2 separate regions of the Capsicum annuum genome follow, and region 1 is linked to region 2. A link is a contact called in public Hi-C data. All regions are on one chromosome and are shown on one strand. Each heading gives the region's core, a stretch centred on a gene start, on an enhancer-like site or on the middle of the called end of the contact. The rest is flanking DNA. Distances are from core to core; before and after follow the strand shown. Region 1 has its middle 5.6 kb from the start of LOC124887368. Region 2 holds the start of LOC107842471 (probable LRR receptor-like serine/threonine-protein kinase IRK).

Region 1 (5,170 bases), core at 868-3,367, 88 kb after region 2:
AAAAAAGAGTCGTTTTCCACTTATGGTCCCTACTTGCACCCTGTCCTTGGGTGCGGGTAGTACTTGCGACTAGCAGGGAGAGCGCAAGTGGTAACCACAAGTGCCAGACAAAAATTTCCTGCAAGTCAGCTTTGGGGATTTTGGACTTTTGGCACTTGCTTTGCCAACATGCATTCCATAAGTACTACTTGCGGTCCACATATTGATTTAGCAAGTGCCCGGAGTCATCTTTTCAGCTCTTCTTCAATTTTCGCACATGGTTTGATCACGAACAAGCCAGAAAGTGTCCCGAACATCCACAATTGCTCTAATAAGTATCCAAAACACCTGTTTTCATATTTTCACTAACTTAGCATCTAAAACATGATTTCCTACAAAACATACCCAAAACGCATCATATCTAACAAAACAACCTCATAAACTTTCATATTTTCATAGTTTTAAGCATTGAAGGTGCTATATTTCTATAACACATCACCGATCCCCACTAGTCCTTTTTCTATTGGTGATACTTATGCTTAGTCACCTTAAGGAGATATCTCTATTGTGGAGTTCCATTATTCTGTTCATTTGCTGACTTAGTTGGTTGATAACGCCCAAGTTACATCTTTAATCTGAAGATTATGCGATTGCTATCAAATATAGTAACCCAAAAAAGGTTAAGAGTCAAATCCCAAGGGAATATGTGGAATCGTGGTTTTCAGCCATTGTAATAAATGGGTAAAACTAGAAAAGTAAATAGTGGGATTTGAGTAGCAATATCGAACAAGTAACTATTTATCAACTTCAAATGTAATCAGTCGTCGGTGAACACTATGATTGTTTTCCCTGGGCTTCAAAACTCCGCATTCTTATCGTGCTTTGTTGAACCAACCCGATACCTTACATGCAAAATCTAATAAGTTATGTACCACTAACCGTCTTTTAGACCCCTTATCCTAGATCCTAGTTAACTATTACTTTGTGTCTCTAGTTATTATATGACAGCTAACCATCTTACTTAGATAATTCCTAGCAGTGTGAATCGACAATTATACTTCAAATTACTGTTGTAGTTACATTTTCTTAGTCACTACTCCTCTTTTGCAGTGAGTATCAATAATCTAGGAGGGATCCTAACATTTGAAACCACTAAGATAACTATTAAAGTAAAGATAATAGAATGTATACATGGGTATCGGTTTAGAACAACAATAACACTATCCCTACTTTATTAATCTGTTAGGGTTTCCATAACCCTAGACACAACTAAAATTACCCCTATGGCGACGATTGAAAAACCGTTGCAATAGACAACAAAAATGTTGCCATAGTTCTACCTCAACGCTTCAACAAGCGTCCTATATGTGGGCGTTCCGATAGGTCTATGGCAATGGCTGTCTGAAATCATCGCAATAGGTCAAGCTATGACAACGGTTGTCTGAAACCATCGACATAGGTCAAGCTATGATGATGGTTATTTTTTGACTTATTGAGATACCTATTTTCATCTATTACAATGGTTAGCAATCGTTGCATGAGAGTCTATTGCAAAAACATTAAACTTTTGCAATAACATCTATTGCGCTACTTTTGTTATTCTGTTGCAACGCTTTTTGAGTACCTATTACAAGTATTTCAATACTTATTGGGATGCCTATTTACATATATTACAACAATTACTAACTGTTTCAATAGATTCTATTGCAACGACATTAAACCGTTGTAATAGCATCGATTGCGATGCTTTCGTTATTCTGTTGCAACACTTTTTGACTACCTATTGTAATGGTTTATTTATCTATTGCAACTATTTTTGCAACATGTTATTAAATTGAAATGATATATATAAATAGCCACTCATATTAATGTAAATTTTTAATTACATACATAATAAATTATAACACAATATATACACATCACAAAACAAATTCATTCATTAATAATCTCATAATTCAAAATATGCAACAAAGATAGTTATTTAAATCCAAAATCAAAATGTTAATTAAGTGCAAATGATTAGTTAAGTTGCATTGAAGGTTTGGGCGATGTTAGGGAACTTGATTTGAAGGTCCTTGTTAGGAAAGAGGTGCGAGTCCTTTGGTACAATCATGACACCACCGTAACCATATACATCTCTCCCGACTAGACAGTAACTCTTCTGCTGCGATTCGAATTCTGCAGCCATTATAAGGAAGAGAGATAATAATTTAAAAAATGTATCTGTTTGTTGTCAATTCAAGTGTCCCTAAAACAAAACAAAAGAATAAAGGGGACATCGGGAGAGGAGCCTCTGGAATTGGTCGGATTAGATAATAAATCAACCATGAAATTACCTCTATTGAGTTCTATAATTTCCCGCTCACTTGAACATCCATTTCCCAAATAGGGAGTCATCCCCAGTTAATAGTTAGTGGTTATTACTTATCAATCTCCATTGCTTAGTTCCGAAAAGGTTTCAGAAAATGTTTTTCACCAAAAAGATTGTCAAAAAGACCTAACTTATCAGTTTCCTAGGTATGCATGTGTTCCCAAGTATCACTAGGGCCATCAACAAGGATATACCTTTCTTTGAAGTTCAGATCATAAGTTTTGTCCTTTACATAGAATTCAGATGCTGCAACATCCATTCCAATAACAACCTAAAAGGAAAATAATCTTAGCTTCTACGTTATTTAAAAGTAGTTTGAAAGAGAAGGTCTGATCTAAACACAATTGGGAGCTTACTTTTCCAGTATAACCTGCTTTATCGATGGCAGTCTTGAGCAATTCAAGGCCCTTCTTGTTCTCCTGAATTTGCAAAAAAGATAACCATGTGATGTAAAAGGGTAACCATTCATCAGTACGCCATACTCCTGCATAATTTACACTTCACCTGGATTATTAGGAACAAAACCATCCTCATCACCAACATTTATTGCATCTTGGTCATATTTCTTCTTTATCATAGCCTACAGTCACAGTAAACTATCATCAACAACTGATACAATCAAGGAAAAAGAATTCACTTGAACAAATTAAATACTTCCTTGTCCCATTTTATGTAGTGTAGTTTGAATTTGTGCAGAGTTCAATAAATAAATACTTTTGACACATAAGCTAAGAATATGCAAAATACCAAAATGTTAGCACCAACAATTAAGTGAAAGGTCAAAAGTCAGTGCATTTCCTTTAATATTTCTCTCTCCTAAGAAAAGTGGTGGACTTTTCTATTGAGTAGAACCCAAAAGTGATTTTAGTTAGTGTAAAACAAAGATATAAACAAGATTAGAAGGTTGCTTAATATAGAAAGTAAAGTCTTCCCTTCCATGAGAAATAAAAAAGAAAGAGCATACAATATGACATAGGAAGCACTATATTTTCTATTCTACAATAATGTACCCAATGTATTGCCATAAAAGTGGGTTCTGGGGAGTGTAGGGTGTACGCAATCCGTGCCACTACCATAGAGGTGAGGTACAGAGGTACTACATTATTGAGCCCAATGGAACTCAAATTGAGAAAAAGGAAAAGAAAGAACAAATCATCCTCTATGCTTGACTTTGGAACAAACAAATGTTAAGGGAATAAAAGCTAGAACAACTGTGTGAAACCTTCAAATGGTGATACACTTCACAACCCATCTTCATGGTCTCCTTAAAACTAGAAGCCCCAACAGGAAGAATCATAAATTCCCACAAATAACAACCAATCAGTATCTTTTATCTAGACATCAGATAACTACGTCTTTTAATAGGAGAAATACATGCCTGCATCACAAGTTTGTTTCCAGTATGGGATCTACCATTGGTGACATTGAAAGAAGGAACAAGCAAAACCAACTTTTTGATACCCTCCAAATTGGCAATACCTCTCTTTTGAATAAGGAATTGGTTGCATCCATGAACAAATTGGTAGATCTTGACGATTTCTTCCAGGTTTTCTGTTCAGTTAAAGATTAATGAAATCAATGATTCAAAAGTCCTTAGTAGCTTGTGAATATTATAATGTCTAAACACATTCATCGTTCATTCTCTCATGTCTTGCATTACTGTGTCATATAATAGAGGACAACGGGAGAGGAGCCTAGCTATCAACAACAATTATCAAATTGTTTCACTATTAGCTATCAATATGTCATTTAATCTATAAAACGAATATTACTCGAATACCTGGTGAGAATATGAATATGCAAGTTCTCTTTCTCATCTAATTGCAGCTTCATATTTGCTGAGCAAACTAGCTTCAATTTGCTTCTTTGATTGTAGCCTATCATCCCATTCCTCCCCTCTCTATAAAAAAATGAGAAAATAAAGAGCGATATTAGATGAGAAGTTCGAATCCATTAAGAAAGTTCATACTACCACAAGGATATAGATTCACCTAATTCTCACACACACGCCAAAAAAGAGAAAACTTCTCTGCCGAAGAAAGGAATTGGGAGTATAAACTTGGCTGACAACAAAGAAAACTACTAAGATCCCTAGTTATTCAAAAGAGAGGTATCACAGCCCTTCCTTCTTCTAATGAGAGTGAGAGGAAGATGGAAATCAACAAGAACTTTGAACGGTTATTGGAGAAGTTTGTAACCACCAAATCCTCTCTTTATCACCTTGTGTGTAACTAGTTTGGTGCTCTGAAAACCAGCATGAAGTTGACAACCTCACAGAATTTGGCAAAATTTCCTTATCATTATAAGGTACAGGATAAGGCCTTGGTCAAGAGGGAATATTTAATGTCGGCGGTGTAGCCATTGGCGAGTTATTAGAGGGCTTGTCTTGGCCAAAAGTCTATTTAGAAAAGTTAATCCATCAATAAACATTACGAACTAATCAAAAATGCTTTTGTAGACTTTGCCTCCTCAAAACCACAAGTTCCAACTGCCAGCCCACATATTTACCGTATCCCTCAATTCATAAGCCAAAATCAATAGGCACACTGGTGTTCTCTACAGAATGCCAAGACTATGCAATATTTGAACAAATGCTGGTTTTGTTCTACTAGAGAACACAGAGGAGGTAAACCCATACCTTAGGTTTGCAAGCACTACAAAAGCTAATAATACTTGGAACACATATATTCACTAAATGACCATCACCAATTCAGATTATTTTATCTAGCTTAAGGGATACAAGGACGTACTGTAAATTTTAATGTTCTATTGTAGAGTGTAACTAAACCAGAGAAAAGCTTTACAACATAGTCTGCATTC
Region 2 (5,293 bases), core at 256-2,755:
TATAGAATTTTATAAAATTTGTTATTTAGTCACTTACTTTAAAAATGCAATCTTAAGTAGAAAGATAATTTTATGGATCATTATTACTATAGAATAAAATAAATTTTTTGGGAGATTAAAAATAAAATTTACAGGTATTTAGATATTTTAATTGATTTAGTCTTTTGATTTTACTTAAAAAGCTACATCTCTATTTATTTATTTTTTAACTGGCTATGTGTACTATAAAAAATAAAAATAAAAAATTTAAAAGACTAAATGAAATAATATTTAGACAATGCAATTGAGTCATAATCATTGAATGCCAAATTACAATCTAAAAAAATACATTTAATAATGTAACTTAGAGTTTGATTAAATATAATGTACATAGGTTATATATTAAAATTGTTTTTCTTAGAATAAAATTCATGATTTTACTTTCTACTTATTCATATTTAAAATTTTTTACATGAATTATGGAATTAATTTTAGTCATAAGGACATGTTAATAATTTTTTTGAATATGATTTATAAAAAGATAAAAATTTTTAAAATCAAATATATGAGATAAATTCATATATTGATAGATGTGAAAATGTTTGACTTAAATTTTGAATTATAATCACTTCAAACAGACTAGATTATTTTGAAAGCTTCTTCTAATCTATATTTCATATATTTTTTTATGCATAACAAAATTTATCTATTTTAATCTTATAATTTGAAATAACAGAGAAGAAAACTCAACTGCTTATGTGTGAACGCAAAATATAATCTAATTCAAGGTCTAATTAGAAAAAAATAGAGTAATCAAATTACAATAAAAAAAATATACATTGAGGATTGGTGGGGGGAGGGGAGGAAATCTAAACAATTTTTGAGAATATAATGAAGAAATCGTAATACACATATTATTATTTATAAAATTCTGCATAGAAGAGATAGAGAAACAATAAAATAAAAATTCAAATTATTTTTGACAATTTAAAATCTTTAAATTGTTAAAATATAATTAGAAAATATGAAACGTAAAAAACTTTGTTTGCAAGTACATGATTATTTTTACTCATATATACTTGATTTTGAAGGGGAAAAAAGAGGGGAGGGGGTTGAGACTATTAACAGTCTATCATCTTTAAATTGTAAATAATATTATAAAAAAACATATGAAACATAATTTTTTGTTTATAATTAGATAATTTTTTTCGTATAAATTTGATTATCAGTGGGGGAAGGAATGAGTGCGGGTGGAGGCGTGAGGAGAAAGGAATAGAAAAATGTTTATATTTAAAAAAAATAAAAAAATGATTGGGGGATGAAGGGAGGTGGGTAGAGAAAAAGACTCTGTTTTATTAAAAAATAAGATGATAAATATTTATTTTTAAAAATAATATAATTTAACAAATTCAAACAAAAATAATTAAACTATTAATTGAATATTATTCATGCATCTCGCGCGGGTATGTATATCAGGCTACCAGTAGGCAGTGGGCACAGACAAATGCCTTTTTTTTAACACAAAAAAAAAAGAAAAAATTGATGTTTTTTCGCCGTTCAACTCTCTATGCACTCCAAAAATCTTTACTCTCTTAACAAAAACCCACCACCACTTTCTACACTCCACTAAAATTTTGGCTAAAAGCAAATCATTGAATCCACCAGCTTTTAATTCTCTCTTCCCCCCTCCACATCAAAACTCTAGTACTCAAACAACAAATTTAAAAGAATCAGTCTGCCTCTAAGCTTCCACACACACGTCAGTCTCTTCTTCTTCGACTTCTAAAGCTGTCCTCCCCTTTTAGGTTTAACCAAACACCAAAATTTCTCTCTTTCTGTCCACACTCTACCGGCGTTGTTCTTGTGGGTGCATCGAGCCTTCTAAAACTGTCCTCCCCTTTTTAAGTTTAACCAAACACCAAAATTTCTCTTTCTGTCCACACTCTACCGGCATTGTTCTTGTGGGTGCAACGAGACTTCTAAAACTTCCTCCCCTTTTAAGTTTAACCAAACACCAAAATTTCTCTCTTTCAGTCCACACTCTACCGGCGTTGTTCTTGTGGGTGCAACTTCTTTGATTTCTTCTGAAGCTGACACATTCACCCTTTTTCTTCCTCAAGCAGTGAAAATGTTTCCTTTTGTCTCGACCTTCTTGATATTCAGCCATTCTCAGTGATTTTTTGTTCTTTAATCCTGATGTTCGTTACATATGCAATTGCATTCCGTTTCTTCACACCCTTTTGGCATTTCTTTCTGTTGACATCTCCTTCTCTTAATAACACCCTTTTTGACTCCGACCATCCTTGTGTACTTTTCTGTGGCAACTGGTGGTAGAAAAAAATGTTGTTGCACATATTAACTGTTTTATCCTTAGCTCCGTTTGTGGTGGAGTGTTTGGACCCGGCATTCAATGATGATGTTATGGGTTTAATTGTTTTTAAAGCTGGATTGACTGACCCAAAATCAAAGCTAACATCTTGGACAGAAGATGATGCTACTCCTTGTAATTGGGTGGGTATAAACTGTTTTCCTCAGTCCAATAGAGTTTCTGAGATTTTACTTGATAATTTCTCTCTTTCTGGTCATATTGGTAGAAGCCTGTTGAGGTTACAGTTCTTGAGGGTTTTATCTTTGTCTAACAATAATTTTACAGGCAATATCAATCCCATTCTTTCCCAAATACCTAGCTTGAGGGTTATTGATTTGAGTGACAACAATTTGTCAGGCTCAATTCCTGATGAATTTTTTCAACAATGTGGCTCTCTGCAATCTGTTTCCTTTGCTAACAACAATCTCACTGGCCAAATACCCAACTCTTTAAACTCTTGCTCAACATTGCAAAGGGTTAATTTCTCATCGAACCGGCTTTCAGGCCAATTGCCCTCAGAGTTATGGTCCCTAAGCTCTCTTCAATCCCTTGATGTTTCTGATAATTTATTGGAGGGTGAGATTCCGAAAGCAATTGAGGGTTTATATTCTTTGAGGTCGATTCATTTACAGAAAAACAAGTTTACTGGTTGGCTGCCTGAAAATATTGGCAACTGTGTGCAGCTGAAGTCTATGGATGTGAGTGAGAATTTGCTTAGTGGAGGACTTCCTGAGTCTATGAGAAGACTGGATTTATGTACCATTGTGAATTTAAGATCAAATTCGTTCAATGGGGAGATTCCAGATTGGATAGCAGAGATGAAAAGTCTCAAGGTTTTGGATCTTTCTGCGAATAATCTTTCTGGTAGGATTCCAAGCTCTATGGGAGACCTTTCATTGCTAAAGGAACTGAATCTCTCGAACAATCAGTTTGCTGGAAGTTTGACTCCGTCCTTGATGAAATGCATCGACCTTGTAATCTTGGACATCGGCAACAACTTCTTAACTGGTAACCTTCCTTCTTGGACCTTTAGATTAGGAGTAAAGAGCATTTCCCTTTCCGGGAATAGGTTTACCGGACGTATAGATTATCCGCCGATATCCATGGCTGCTTCCTATCGAAACCTTCAAGTTTTGGATTTGTCTTCCAATGCATTATCTGGTGAAATACCGTCTGCCATTTGGAATATCAGTAGCTTGCAGGTCTTGAATATTTCCAGGAACTTCTTGTATGGTACTATCCCAGAAGCTGTAGGTAAACTAAACGCAACTCAAATTCTTGATTTAAGTCGCAATCAACTAAACGGAAGCATTCCCAATGAAATTGGGGGTGCTGTTTCATTGCTGGAACTGAAGCTGAGAGAAAATCATCTGAGTGGTACAATTCCTGCAGATATTGCAAATTGCTCTGCTCTCAGTTCATTGTAAGTAGTTTCCTTCCACTTACATGTCATTTTTCTTCAATGTTTGTTCTCTTAACCACAGTTACACCAAGTAAGGCTATAATTAACTTTTCAATCAGGTTATCTTCTTTCAAATTGCAATTATATGCATCGTGATGTTTGCATTTGTTTTGGCTGAGTGATTCTAAGAGTCACCTGTTTTGCGTCTTTGATTCTGTAGGGACCTGTCCCACAACAACCTCACTGGCTCTATCCCTCCAGAGATTGCTAAGTTGACCATTCTTGAAGTTGTAGATTTCTCCTTTAACCAATTTTCTGGAAGCTTGCCTAAAGAACTAACCAATCTTTCCCACCTTGTCACATTTAATGTCTCCCACAACCATCTCCGAGGTGAACTTCCAGTAGGTGGCTTTTTCAATACCATTTCTCCCTCATCTGTTGTTGGTAATCCATCCCTATGTGGTTCTGTTCTTAATCACTCCTGCCCTGCTGTCCATCCCAAACCTCTTGTACTAAACCCCAATTCATCTGACCCAAATCATGGTTCTGTTACTTCGCTTGTTCATAAGAGAATCATGCTCAGTATATCATCTCTCATTGCCATTGGAGCAGCAGTTTTCATAGCTCTTGGAGTAGTGATTGTCTCTATTCTCAATCTTCATGTGCGCTCTTCTATGGCAGTCTCTGCTGCAACTTTCACCTTATCTGGTGGCGATGATTTTAGCCATTCACATGGTACAGAAGCCAATCTAGGCAAGCTTGTTATGTTTTCTTGTGACACAGATTTTGTTGCTGGAACTCAAGCGCTGCTCAACAAGGATAATGAACTTGGACGTGGTGGTTTTGGAGCCGTCTACAAGACAGAACTCGGAGATGGACGTTCTGTTGCCATCAAGAAGCTCAACATTACAAGTTTGATCAAGTCCCAAGAAGATTTTGAGAGGGGAATGAAAAGCCTTGGAAGCATCAGGCATGAGAACCTGGTGACACTTGAAGGTTATTATTGGACACCTTCTCTTCAGCTCCTGATTAATGAATATGTATCCGGAGGCAGCTTGTACAAGTTACTCCACGAGGGAAGTTCCAAAAGGAGTCTCTCTTGGCAGCAAAGATTCAACATTATTCTTGATACTGCGAAAGGCTTAGCCTATCTGCACCAGCTGAACGTTATTCACTACAATATGAAGTCAACCAATGTCCTCATAGATGATGGTTCTGCCAACACGAAAGTTGGAGATTTTGGTTTGGCTTGTTTATTACCCATCTTGGATCGTTACATCTTGAGCAGCAAGATTCAGAGTGCCCTTGGATACATGGCTCCTGAATTTGCATGCCAGACAGTGAAGATAACTGAGAAATGTGATGTCTATGGATTTGGCATCTTGATTCTTGAGGTGGTAACAGGGAAAAGACCTGTGGAGTACATGGAAGATGATGTGATTGTATTATGTGACATGGTGCGGGGAGCACTAGAAGAAGGCAGGATAGAAGAATGCATAGACGGACGGCTCCAAGGTAACTTCCCTGTTGAAGAGGCAGTTCCA

Evidence for each region. A called contact is a pair of places that touch in the nucleus more often than the background predicts.
Region 1: a contact with region 2 is called in a Hi-C map of leaf, with 1.6 times the contacts expected there. The contact joins the enhancer-like site here to the promoter of LOC107842471 in region 2. A contact is called at or near these places in 3 of 5 Hi-C or Micro-C datasets (bud, leaf and placenta).

Annotation. Positions count from the first base shown.
Region 1 is chr9:122,472,489-122,477,658 of UCD10Xv1.1, forward strand. It overlaps the pseudogene LOC107841335. Among protein-coding and RNA genes, the nearest start is that of LOC124887368, 5.6 kb to the right of the region's middle. Within about 2 kb of position 2,118, at least 4 of the 5 cell types and tissues checked have an H3K27ac peak or open chromatin away from gene starts, as enhancers often do. A contact at or near this core is called in bud and leaf, where this site is marked.
Region 2 is chr9:122,384,680-122,389,972 of UCD10Xv1.1, forward strand. It overlaps LOC107842471 (probable LRR receptor-like serine/threonine-protein kinase IRK), which reads left to right and starts at 1,506. Exons shown (of 2, transcript XM_016686333.2): 1 at 1,506-3,770; 2 at 3,970-5,293. The coding sequence starts at 2,320.